Linked DNA regions of Zea mays: region 1 is linked to region 2. A link is a contact called in public Hi-C data. All regions are on one chromosome and are shown on one strand. The core of a region is the stretch at or near the end of the contact, and the rest is flanking DNA. Distances in the headings are between cores, read along the strand shown. Region 1 holds the start of LOC100136880 (respiratory burst oxidase-like protein D). Region 2 holds the start of LOC100282604.

Evidence for each region. Hi-C and Micro-C count contacts between places; a contact is called where the count stands out from the background.
Region 1: a contact with region 2 is called in a Hi-C map of ear, with 2.3 times the contacts expected there. The contact joins the promoter of LOC100136880 here to the promoter of LOC100282604 in region 2. A contact is called at or near these places in 4 of 25 Hi-C or Micro-C datasets (ear, leaf, root tip and 1 more).

The regions. Positions count from the first base shown.
Region 1 is chr4:197,885,632-197,891,411 of Zm-B73-REFERENCE-NAM-5.0, reverse strand. LOC100136880 (respiratory burst oxidase-like protein D) reads right to left here and starts at 1,985. Exons shown (of 8, transcript NM_001164287.1): 1 at 1,279-1,985; 2 at 979-1,135; 3 at 840-888; 4 at 1-722. The coding sequence starts at 1,909.
Region 2 is chr4:197,697,842-197,703,590 of Zm-B73-REFERENCE-NAM-5.0, reverse strand. It overlaps LOC100282604, which reads left to right and starts at 4,419. Exons shown (of 3, transcript NM_001155512.2): 1 at 4,419-4,828; 2 at 4,941-5,134; 3 at 5,682-5,749. The coding sequence starts at 4,535.

The DNA of each region.
Region 1 (5,780 bases), core at 736-3,235, 190 kb before region 2:
CACCCCTCCGTGCCGCGCACGAACCACCAGTAGTTGGGCGGGCGGGGCACCCCGAAGTACTGCCCCAGCGGCGCGTACTCGGCGTCCGTGGCGTGGAGCAGCCGCGGGAAGTCGCACGTCAGGTGGGAGATGATGTGCAGCCCGGCCCCGACCGCGATGCCCACCGCCACCACCTTGTGGAAGTTGAGGTTGTCGTCGAAGGGCACCACGCGCCCCACGCCGGCGGTGCGGTTGCGGATCCAGGTGATGGTGTTCCGGCACACCGGGAGCAGGATCAGCGCCATGTTGAACTTGAGCGTCTCCGCGCCGCCCTTGGCCACGCACACGCAGTACCCCATCACCTGGAACACGTAGCGCTGCCGGTACTGGATGAACTTCCAGGCGAACAGCCCCGCGCAGATGCACAGCCACAGAAGCATCACCCACACGCGCCGCCAGTTGTCCTCCAGGAAGTACTGCGCGCGCCGGTACCACCGCCGGAGAGGGTTCGGCTCCGCCGTCGGACGGAGGCTCTGGCTCAGCATCTGGCTCAGGTTCCGGCTGTTGGTCGTGCCGATGCGCACCGACTGGCTCGGCGCCTGCAGGAGCAGCATCTCCAGGTTGTACAGCTCGATGTAGCCCAGGTTGCCCGGGTCCAGCTCCTCCATGATCAGCCGGGCGTACTCCTCCGCCTGATCCGTGATCTTCGAAAGCTTGTTCGCCGACGCGCTCAGCGTGATGATCTGCGGCCGGGAGAGGAAGAAGCATTTGGTTATTTGGATTTCTGTTCTAGCTTGGGGCCACGGCGACGGCGACGGCGACGGCTTAACCAACTGGAGAAAGGCTGTTGACGGAGTTACCTCTTTGACCTCCTCCTCGGTGATCCTTCCGTCGGCGTCCTTGTCCACCCTGCAGGGGCAAACCGATCGATGGTATTATTACTTGCTGTGTGTGGTGGAGAAAGGCTAGTAGCAGCAACATGCAGTGAATCAATCGTACATGTCGAAGAACGTCTGCAGCCGGCCGTCGAAGCTGGTGTCGGAGATTTGGTCCCAGAACTCGAGCAGCTCCGCCTTGCTGATGCTGTCGCCGGAGATGTTGCGGCGCCGCGACAGCGCGTCGAACAGCTCGCCGGCGAACTCCGGCTCCTTCATCCCTGTAGACAGACAGTGGTGTTCATATACCCATCATATATCGTAATCAACACGCGACAAAGACAAAAAGCCGATGGAAACGCTCGATCGAAAGATGCTCGCTCGACCAATTCTCCTGGCTCCGACCACTCAGGCACTCACTCACCGATGCACTGGCCGAACTTGGACCGGTGGAGGAGGCCGTTCTCGGCGAGCTTGTCGAAGCGCCTCTCGACGGCCTCCCATCCGGCGGCGCCCTCGGCCTTGCTGATGAACTTGAGCCCCTTGAGCGCGTGCGCGGCGGCGGACTTGGAGCGGTCGATCCGGGGCCCCGCGGCGCCGCGGCGGTTGATGGAGGCGATGCGGCGGAGCTCCTGCGACACCTGCTTGATCCGCGACGAGGCGTTCCGGATGACGGAGTGGCCGTAGGACGAGGAGCGCCGGCTCTCGAGCGTGCGCGCCAGCAGCGTCACGTCCGGGTCGTCGCCGCCCGCGCCGGCGCCGGCGCCGGCGCCGCCGCCGTGGGCGGGCTTGACGCTGTGCACCGCCACCGAGTCGTCGCGCACGTCGAGGGTGATCTCCACGTAGTCGTCGTCGTCGTTGTTGTTGTTGTTGTTGGCGGAGGCGCGCGGCGGCGGCGCGGACAGCGGCGCCGACACGGACTCCGCGAACCGCGCGCTCTTCCGGGCGCCCGACTTCTTGCTCAGCGGGCCGCTGTGCGGGATCACCCGCCCCTCGGCGGTGGCGGACGACGACATCTCGACGATGTCCCCGCCGCCCGGCCTGGGGTTATGCATGGCGACCGGCACACCGGCAGCTCTAGCTCTTTGCGTCAGCTGCTGATACGGAGGTTACGAAGGAACGAACGAAACGCTTGTGCGGAGGGGGGCCGGTGCAGCGTGGGAGGGAGTCAGGGAGGAGGAACGGGGAACGGGAGGCCCAGGGACGGACGTTGCGTTTGCGAGGAGGGGACGGAGGGGCGGTGAGCTTTATAGCCCGTATCGGGACTGGGTCAGGGCGCGCGTTACGTTTTACTAGTCGTCGTCGCTGGCGCTGGCGCCGCCGCCGCCGAGCAGTGTGGTGGGGACGGGACGGAATGGGGCGAGGTTGTTGTGGGAAACTGGGAACAGAGGTGTGGTGTGCTCTTGGTGACGGAGCACGGGAGAAAAATCGCGGGGTCAAGAGACGGCTGACGCGGAAAACATTGCGGCTGCTGCTTCCTCCAAAAGTCCAAATCCTCCTCGCCTCGTCTTCGCCCAACCCAATATCCCCCGTGGCCGGTTCGGGCGCTGGGGCCCCGCCGGCCGGCCTCCGTCTCGACAGGGTCCGCCGTTGTACGCACGCGGTGTGTCGTATGCGGCGCGGTGCGTATCTAGTAGTAACGTACGTGTCCGCGTCCGACGTGAGCGCGTGCCTGCTGGCTGGCTGGCTGCTGCTCACCTCTCCGCTGCCCTGTCTCTGCTGCGTATGGACACGGAACCAGACCTCCGACTTTTGTCTTGCCTCCGATGGATTAACGGCTCTGCCTGCATTTGGGCACGGAAAGGAAAATGCGATTTCCACGGAAAAAAAAACCCGGCCTTAATAGTGTCTACGTTCATACCCTGTAAACATTGACGTTGGTGACGGCTTAACCACATACGTTATACATAAGACCCTCCTCTCCTTGCAAAGTCCAACGATTACGATCATGTTTGTGTCCACACGTAATTTTCTCTTACAATATAATGTCTCATTTGTTGAGTATCAAAATTGTCCGGATTATTCGCCGTAGCGACACGGACCGTCCACACGTGTGCAGAATCAGTCGTTTGGTTGGTTTCCCTGGACCTGCAATTACATCCATCCATCCGTAAACCAGTGTTTGTTTGGTTAGTTGCGTTCCGAGAATCTGGTCAGATCGAAACTCAAAGCGCGCGAGCCAAGCCAGCGGGAAACATCCCCGTTTTTTGTTTACAATTTAGCCATTTTTTGTGTTTTTTTGCACAGATATGTCCTTTGCAGTTTCATTTTTAAAAATGGACTCCAACCTCGATGTCATCATCATTGGCGTCGAGCTAACGCAAAGCGGCGCAACTAACATTGGCGCCAAGCCGCCAAACATGCCTACGTGGCAGGCGGATGTGGCAGAGGTTTAGGGGTGAGCGTCGACCCCTGAACGACGTTGACACGTGTCAGGGGGTCGGCGGCAAGATCTATGGCGCCGACCCCCTTTAAACCGGCGTCCAGCAATTTTCTCAGTCTCTTCTTCCTCGTCATCTCCGCCCACGCCGCGCCTCCCCCGCCGCACCCGGTCGGCCCGGCCGCCTCTCCACCGCCTCCCCCTTCGCCGCCTCTCCCTCCGCCCCGCTCCCGGTCGGCCCGCGCCGCCCATTCGCCGGCCCACCGCCTCCGCACCCGGCCTGCCCGACCGAGGCCGCCCTGCCCCGCCCCCGGCAGTCGAGGTATTAAATTTGTCATTTTAAGTATAATTAGTTCTTTGTTATTAATTAATAGTTATTTAGCAGTTAGTTATTAGGTGGTTGCAAAAGGTAAACGATACTATAGCAGTGACCGGCATACCACGTATGCCCAACAATAATTTGTTGAATGACTCGGCCGTGTTACTACATTGGAACTCATATCTCCATCCACCTAAGTCGTGAGCTCTCGTCCACTTCTCCAAATCTGGTATCAATCGAGTCAACCAATCTCTGCCTTCGACATTTGTTGCGACTTTGAGCTTATCTAACTTTTCCCTAAAGAACTTGTCTTCCAGCTGGTGACATGTCTTCTGGAAAAGCTCAAAGTTATCCTTCACACCATCCTTGTGCAGAAGATTCTCAGCAAGGTGTCGAGTACACCAGCGGTGATGCAAAGGAGGGTACCCATCGATCTGCTCACGGACCGCATTGAGTATTCCCTGGTGCTGATCTGATATTACACCAACTTCCTGTCCTGGACCAACCACATGTATCCGGACCATTCGCAAAAACCACCCCAAACTATCTTTGTTCTCTTTCTCAACCAGAGCAAATGCCAGGGGAACTAGCTTGTTGTTCGCATCACCGGATATGGCAATTAGAAGCGTGCCCTGGTACTTGCCAAGAAGAAACATGTCATCAATTGAAAAGATAGGACGACAATGCCTGAAGGCATCCACACACTGGGGAAAGCACTAGAACGCACGGAAGAATATATGCCTCCCATCAATCCATGCATTTGGTTTAGGGATGTACTCATAATGCATGCTTGGATTAACCGCCTTCATTGCATATAGAAGAACAGGTAGTTGCTTGTACCCAGACTCCCAGTCCCCATATATCATCTTCCATGCACACTGCTTAGCCATCCAAGCTTTACCATATGTTATCTTATACCCATCATACACATTCTCCATAATCCTCATGATTGTCCTAACCTTCATATTTGATTCCGACTGCAGTATTCCCATAAGCTGCTTCCCAATGAGGGTAGATGTCAATTGGCGACGTTTCATCGTTAACTCATGTTCAACACAGGTGTGTAGCCCCACTACTTTTGTTATCTTCCACTTTGCGGTGATCTTTTGTATCATAGCATAGACCCTCCATGCACAGTTATCCTTGTCGCATACAACCGTGTAACGACGTTTCTCGTACGAATGAAGTACTCTATACGGCCTCTTACGTAAGACTGCATAATGCTGCAACCACCTCTACAAGGCAGGCAGGTCCTTGAAGACCCTACCCTTTTCAATCATCATGCTAGGACCGACCTCAGGAGCATCTAGCAGCACATCATCCCTTCCTTCTGCATTTGCCTGATGAGAAAGACTAAGATCGCTGAACTCATGCACTCTTGGATCCCGGTCGTCTGGAAAAACACGTTTCAACATCTCAATATCACTCTGTGAGTTCACCAACCGGACGATCATCATCTAAATCAGCAGCCATATCAAAGGCATATGGCTCCTCTTCATTCCTAAACTCAGGACTGTTCGAGGCAATAAATCTATCACCGAAGCAACCACATGCCACGGTCTGAGGATCAACCACAAGAGCAGCGGTCTCTCCTGCAACATTTACCGATTTACAAGATCATCAGTCCCACGACAATGGAATGAACAAAGTGCTCGTGGTCCAAAAAGAAGATGTGATGCCAATGAAACTTACTACAATTCGTCTGTGCCAAAGGGATACACCCAAGTGAATCTATCTGCAGGTCATCTCCTGGCTGACTTAATGGGATCAAATTGGGGCTAGATTGAGCATCAGGCACAGCTGGCACGTCATCCACAACACGATCATAGTCTTCGGGGGGCGGTCTACTACAACCTGCCACACCACAACCTCCATGAGTTGCAACTGGGTATTCATAATCGAAGTAACATAATTCTCCCAATCCAGTTGAGAATCAATTGGGATGACTCGTCTTATGACATTTGGTGGATGACCAATGTTAAGCACTCTGTCAACCGCAATGTCATCATCTTCATGGTAACCTAGCTTTTGTTTAGCCTTAGTAAACACATCACTTAAGGATGGTCTACCAACGAATAGCATGGGAACGTGTCGCATGTCAATGAACTTGACATTTCCATAGGGATCTTCTTCCACATTGCCTCCATGATATAAACTCAAAAAATTGCCCTTCTATTTGGAGCACGAATTAAACATTCAATGTCCACTATGGATGGTTATTGTCTAA
Region 2 (5,749 bases), core at 3,170-5,669:
TAACGATAGCGTTAGGAGTCAGCTGATGAAAGTAGATCCCAAACTTGTTCAATACATCTGCAATAATCCCATGGAGGGGGAATCTCAACCCAGCCTTTAGAAAGCTCTTGAAAATGACTATTTCATCTTTCTCCGGCTTCGGGGTAGTTTCTTCCCCCCCGAAGCGAAGTAGCTTCTTCTGACTCTCACTGAAATAGCCCGACTTCACCATCTTGGAGAGATCAGCCTTAGAGACAGACGACTTTCCGAAGTCCAAGTGGCTGGGCTTACTTGGCATGGCAATATGATAATCATCTTCGGAATCAGTTTCCTCAATGTCTCCTTCTTCCGCTTCGGCAGGTGCCTGCTCTGTTTCAGCAGTGGGGATTTCTTCCGAGATTACCAGTCCCGATCGTTGCATCGCTTCGGAGATGGGAACAGTCTCCGATCCTTCAGCTTCGCCTCCTTCACGCTCAACCCTAGCGGTAGAACGCACTCTAGCCATTTAATTCTGGATTTTTTGGGAATTAAATACTTTTCTTCCGAAGTTTTTCTTCTTCTGACGAAGTAGGCTTCAAGCTGGAGCTTCGTTTGGTTTCGAAAGTCAAGCTTCAGCTATGGTTAAAAATTTTGGCAGCAAAACAGTGCAAATAGCAATGAATGCTGTGGTAACTTCACACATACCCGTCTGTTTATATAGTGATGCAGGTAAGAAGGTGAATCGGCAGGATTTTTACACCAGGCGAACAACTGCTTGCACCCGCTGCGCGGTGGACCGCAGAGACCAAATAGTAACTCTGCAAGGTGGGACCGCTACGCGCTCGGAAACTGAATCGTTTCTCGACAACGAGCTCAGGGAAGGTGTTTTTTGGACCTTCGGCTTCCCGAAGCCTAAGATACTTTTTTCACAGATCAAGCTCGTTACGAAAAACGATCTAGCACCGCGAAGGGGCTACTGTTGGGACTATGCTTCGTCGTCGAAGGTCTGGTAGGAAGAAACAGCTTCGGCTGAAGCTGTCCGCATGTGATGACCGAAGGTTTCTCTTCATGAAGCTTTGGAATTACAAACCGACATAAAAGTAGAATGACCTTTTAGTCCATAAATGTTTGAGTCGTTGTTGTAATCCCTTATGAGGGGCGTAATTGTAATTCCTCACAGGCTGTGTCCCGTGTCTATAAATAGTGAACAATATTCCTTTACTGGGGACGGATTCCTGTAATAGTGATCGCACCATTTGGGAACCAACCTTTTGCCAAGGCAGAGGTATTACTGTATTCAATGTTTAAATATATTAAATAGATATAATAGAAAAGTAATGTTGTTCGTTTATAATTTATTCACCCTTGACGCTTCATATTTTATATTACTTTATTCAATCTGTTAGAATTTAATTACGAAAATTTAACCTTCGTAATCATATTGTCTTTAACCTTCGTCCAAAGTTCATTAATCCTTAAGGGAATAATGCTTCGTTGGACGAAGGGTATTAACATTTAACATTTTATGTTGCCTTGTTCTTGATTCATAGCATTTGAGAACAAGTCCCCAACAATTATAATTTAAACATTTGGTATGAGGGACTAATAAACTTTACTTGGGTGAAACCAAGCATGTGTTTTTTTATCGTTGCTAATGTGGATCCTTGCTAACGTGTTTTTATCTAAAGACTCGTTATTCTCTTATATATATATCATGATTGCCTTATGGACGCATATTTAACATCTGATGGTGATCAGATCCAGCTGGTACGTGTCGGCCAGCCTGATCCAGCCAATCAAATAGTGTCCTATAATCTCCCTCTTGGGTCGGCGGAACATTGGGCCCGTGATTTCTTTAATTCTAGCTAGGTCGATCAGTCGATCCTAAATTTCCTATGGACACAGCCACAATGCTATCAACTCGACCACAAGCCCGGCAATGCGTGCTCGTGTGTGTCGGTAGCATGCAATGCGTGCATGGCGCCGGGCTCGCAGATTCGGATTCGGGGCCCGATCGAGCGAGAGACTGATGACCCGGACGGCTCCTGATTGCGATGGTGCTTGCTGTACCTGCGCACACCCATGTGACCGCCATTGACGCCTGACAGCTATCTGATGCATGTCTGATGCCAGCCATGCACAGTGCCCATGTCTCTTGGCGATTGCCAATCAATCAAGAACCAGTAGCCTGCCAGGGATCACACGGCGCTGGAACGGAGAGCCTTGACAGTCTCGAGACCGTCTGATCGACCCCGTGATGATTAAGATGAAAAACTGGTAGTACTTCCCATTGCCGATCTTTTTTACTTGAGTTTCAGTAATTGGCTATTACTTTTTATTGCGGTAATCTACTTCATTCGTTTTAAAATATAATTATTTCTAGCCATCTTTTTATGTCCAAATTCAAATGAATATAGACGTGCATACAAAATACATTCAAGTTAATTAATGAATGTATATTTAGCCTAAAATAAATCATATTTTTGGAAGGAAGTGAGTAGTTTATATAATTTTTAAATGCCTAATATTTAAGATTGTAGCTAAATTATATTTATGTCTATGACTAGCCTATTCGTTTTTTATTTTTTTCTTATGCAGTGATCGATGACACTTGTTATAGCTTGTTGTTGTCGTCGTCATCGTCGTCGTTGTTGTTCATGCTGCTGTTGTTACGACTTCAAGAAATCTCCTCAATTGCTAGAGATATAACCACAACCGAAAAAGAGCAGCCGAGCAAAGAGAACTCTGATCAAATCATCAGCTACTCCCTCCGTCTCAAAATATAATTTGTTTTAGGCTAAAGATATGCATTCATTAACCAACATACAAACGTAGCTTGTATGTATGTCTACATTCATTATCAGTTATTTGAATGTGGACAAAAAAAGAGAGGTAGAAAGAACTATATTCTTTACGAAGGGAGTATTTGTAGCCGATGGGAGTACCTCGACTATTCGGCTCTAGTACTCACATTGAGGGCTTGTTTGGAAGCAATATGATCGGAGGGGATTGAGTGACCTAAAATAGTCGAGGTATTTGTTTGTATCTAACATGAGTCCCGAAGATTGTGCACGGGTGGTTTGTATGTGGTATCAACATATTTGGTATCAAATCCTCCTCGGGTTCTATGTAATTTCTACTTTGGACAAGTGCTCCTTCCTCGATAGTTGCAACTCTATTTTTTTGCATTTGAAGTTCTTCCTTATTTACATGTATATGATTTTAAGTGAATAATCAATATAATGATCTAAGCGAAGGCGAGCGCTTATATTTGGACTTCTAAGCTTATCCATATGAATTTTTGAAAGGAGGATTAAGAAGCTGGATTTCTAAGCGAAGGAGAGCACTTATATTTAGACTTAATTTGAAAAAGGGGGAAAATCTCTTCATCAAAGATAACATCACGAGATATATCAACATGTCTAGTATGACACTCGTAACCTTTATGAAGACCACCATAACATAAGAAAACACATTGCTTTGATCTAAATTTAAGTTCCTGAGCATTATAAGGGCGAAGATTGGGCCAACATGTACACCTAAATTAAGGTGCACAATGAGGAGTAATCTAGTTTTCGCCTATATAGATGCTTTAAGGGAGTAGAATTTTAGATTAGTTTATTAGAAATGATATTAATCGAATATGGAGCAGCAAGAAAGGCTTCATCGTCCTAATTGCCTAGACTCAAGCGGCACGGATATATGCATGAGAGGGAAGGGCCAAACCAACTTCAACTATGAAACAATGTATGTGACCGACAACACCGATTATTGATGTGCATGAGAACAATGACATAGATGCCAAACTTAGTAAGGAATGAGTTAAGCTTTTGACATCCGCTTCCGCCTCATTATACGACAAGTCTTATAATTAAACTGTCACTACATGACAGAGTTCAAAACTCATAAAGTTTCTATAAAAAGTTATAATTTAAACTTAATAAGCTACATCCAAGTGAATTTACTATAATCAGCGATAAACTTTACATAATAATATTTTTTGACCTGGATTGCTCCATGATGGGACGGCATGGCGTCGCAAGTTGTGATTCGTCCAGCAATCAGGCCGTCCTCCCCTGCACTTGATTTCGCTTCCACTGGGCCAACCTGACCTGACGCGGGCAAAAGACAAGATCGCGCCTCGCGGGCTCGTCGGCATCCATGTGACGGTGCACGATGCACCGCAGCTAATAATCTAGCTGTGCCATCGATCGATCACACTCACCAGCTCTGCAACACCATCAGCACGCACTGTAGCTAGTTAGTGCCCTTCAATACACTGTAACTAACCCCTATGCTTAAATTAATAGCTTTAGCTAGTTAGTCTATTTATTTGGCTTTAATTCGTACCGGTTTCTATTAGTTCTACCGTGTTTTTATCTCTATAAATTATAATTACAGTAATCCGGACAGTTCCAGTTATCCACGCTCTAGCCTGCCAGCTCTCCTTCGTCCTTCCCTATAAATAAAGTACTCAAGCAATCCTCGAGCCTCAGGCCCAAGCAAAGCATCCAGCGGAGCCACACCACACCACCCTTGGTCCGGCACTAGCACTAGCTATCCAGTGGAGACGAAGATGGCGACGGCGCGGTGGCTGCAGGTTGCCGCCATGGCGGTGGCGCTGCTGGCGGAGTGGGCGACGGCGGCGGCGCCTCGGAAGCCCGTGGACGTGCCGTTCCAGAAGAACTACGTGCCGACGTGGGCGCAGGACCACATCCACTACATCGACGGCGGGCGGGAGGTGCAGCTGTACCTGGACAAGTCCACCGGCACGGGCTTCCAGACGCGGGGCTCCTACCTCTTCGGCCACTTCAGCATGCACATGAAGCTCGTCGGCGGCGACTCCGCGGGCACCGTCACGGCCTTCTACGTACGTTACATACGAGCTCCTCTCCTGCCTCCTATCTCTACCACCTCGCTCTTGCCGGCTTGTATGTAACAACGTATCTGACTGGTGGCCGGCCGGCTCGCTCTATCTGCAGCTGTCGTCGCAGAACTCGGAGCACGACGAGATCGACTTCGAGTTCCTGGGCAACCGGACGGGGCAGCCCTACATCCTGCAGACCAACGTGTTCACCGGCGGCAAGGGCGACCGCGAGCAGCGGATCTACCTCTGGTTCGACCCCACCAAGGAGTACCACTCCTACTCCGTCCTCTGGAACCTCTACATGATCGCGTAAGCACCCGCATCATATATCCATCGCATTGCTTTTGCGTCCGTCACACACACATCATCACTCTGCATCTGCAATGCAATGCAATCCCCCCGCTGCTCCGTCCTCTGGAACCTCACATGAACCAGGTAGGATTCCCTAAAATTTACCGCGGTAAAAGCTCACTGCTCTGCTCACCGGCGCCGGGGAGGGTACAACGGCAGCGGCACTACAGTCCAGTACTGAAAAAGTGGGACGATGGTTTGAATGAATCCATGCATGCAGTCGTAAAGGCAGACAGCGCGTGCCTCCATGTCCATGTGCAGCAGAGCCAGCCTATGCCCTGCCGCCTGCCCCTGCACAGTACACTACGTACACGCTTGTCTGAACCCTGCACACCACCACCATGGCCGGCCACGGGAGGGCCCGCCCAATAATCTCTTCCTCCTCGTACACCGTGCAGCACCATCGCGCGCGTATCCTACACTACACTTTAATTCCGGCCTCCACTCCAGCCCACGGCAACGGCACTAACTAATCTGAGGATCTATCTCCCCGCCGCTCCGCCAGGTTCTTCGTGGACGACGTGCCGATCCGGGTGTTCAAGAACACGAGCGCCGACCTGGGCGTGCGGTACC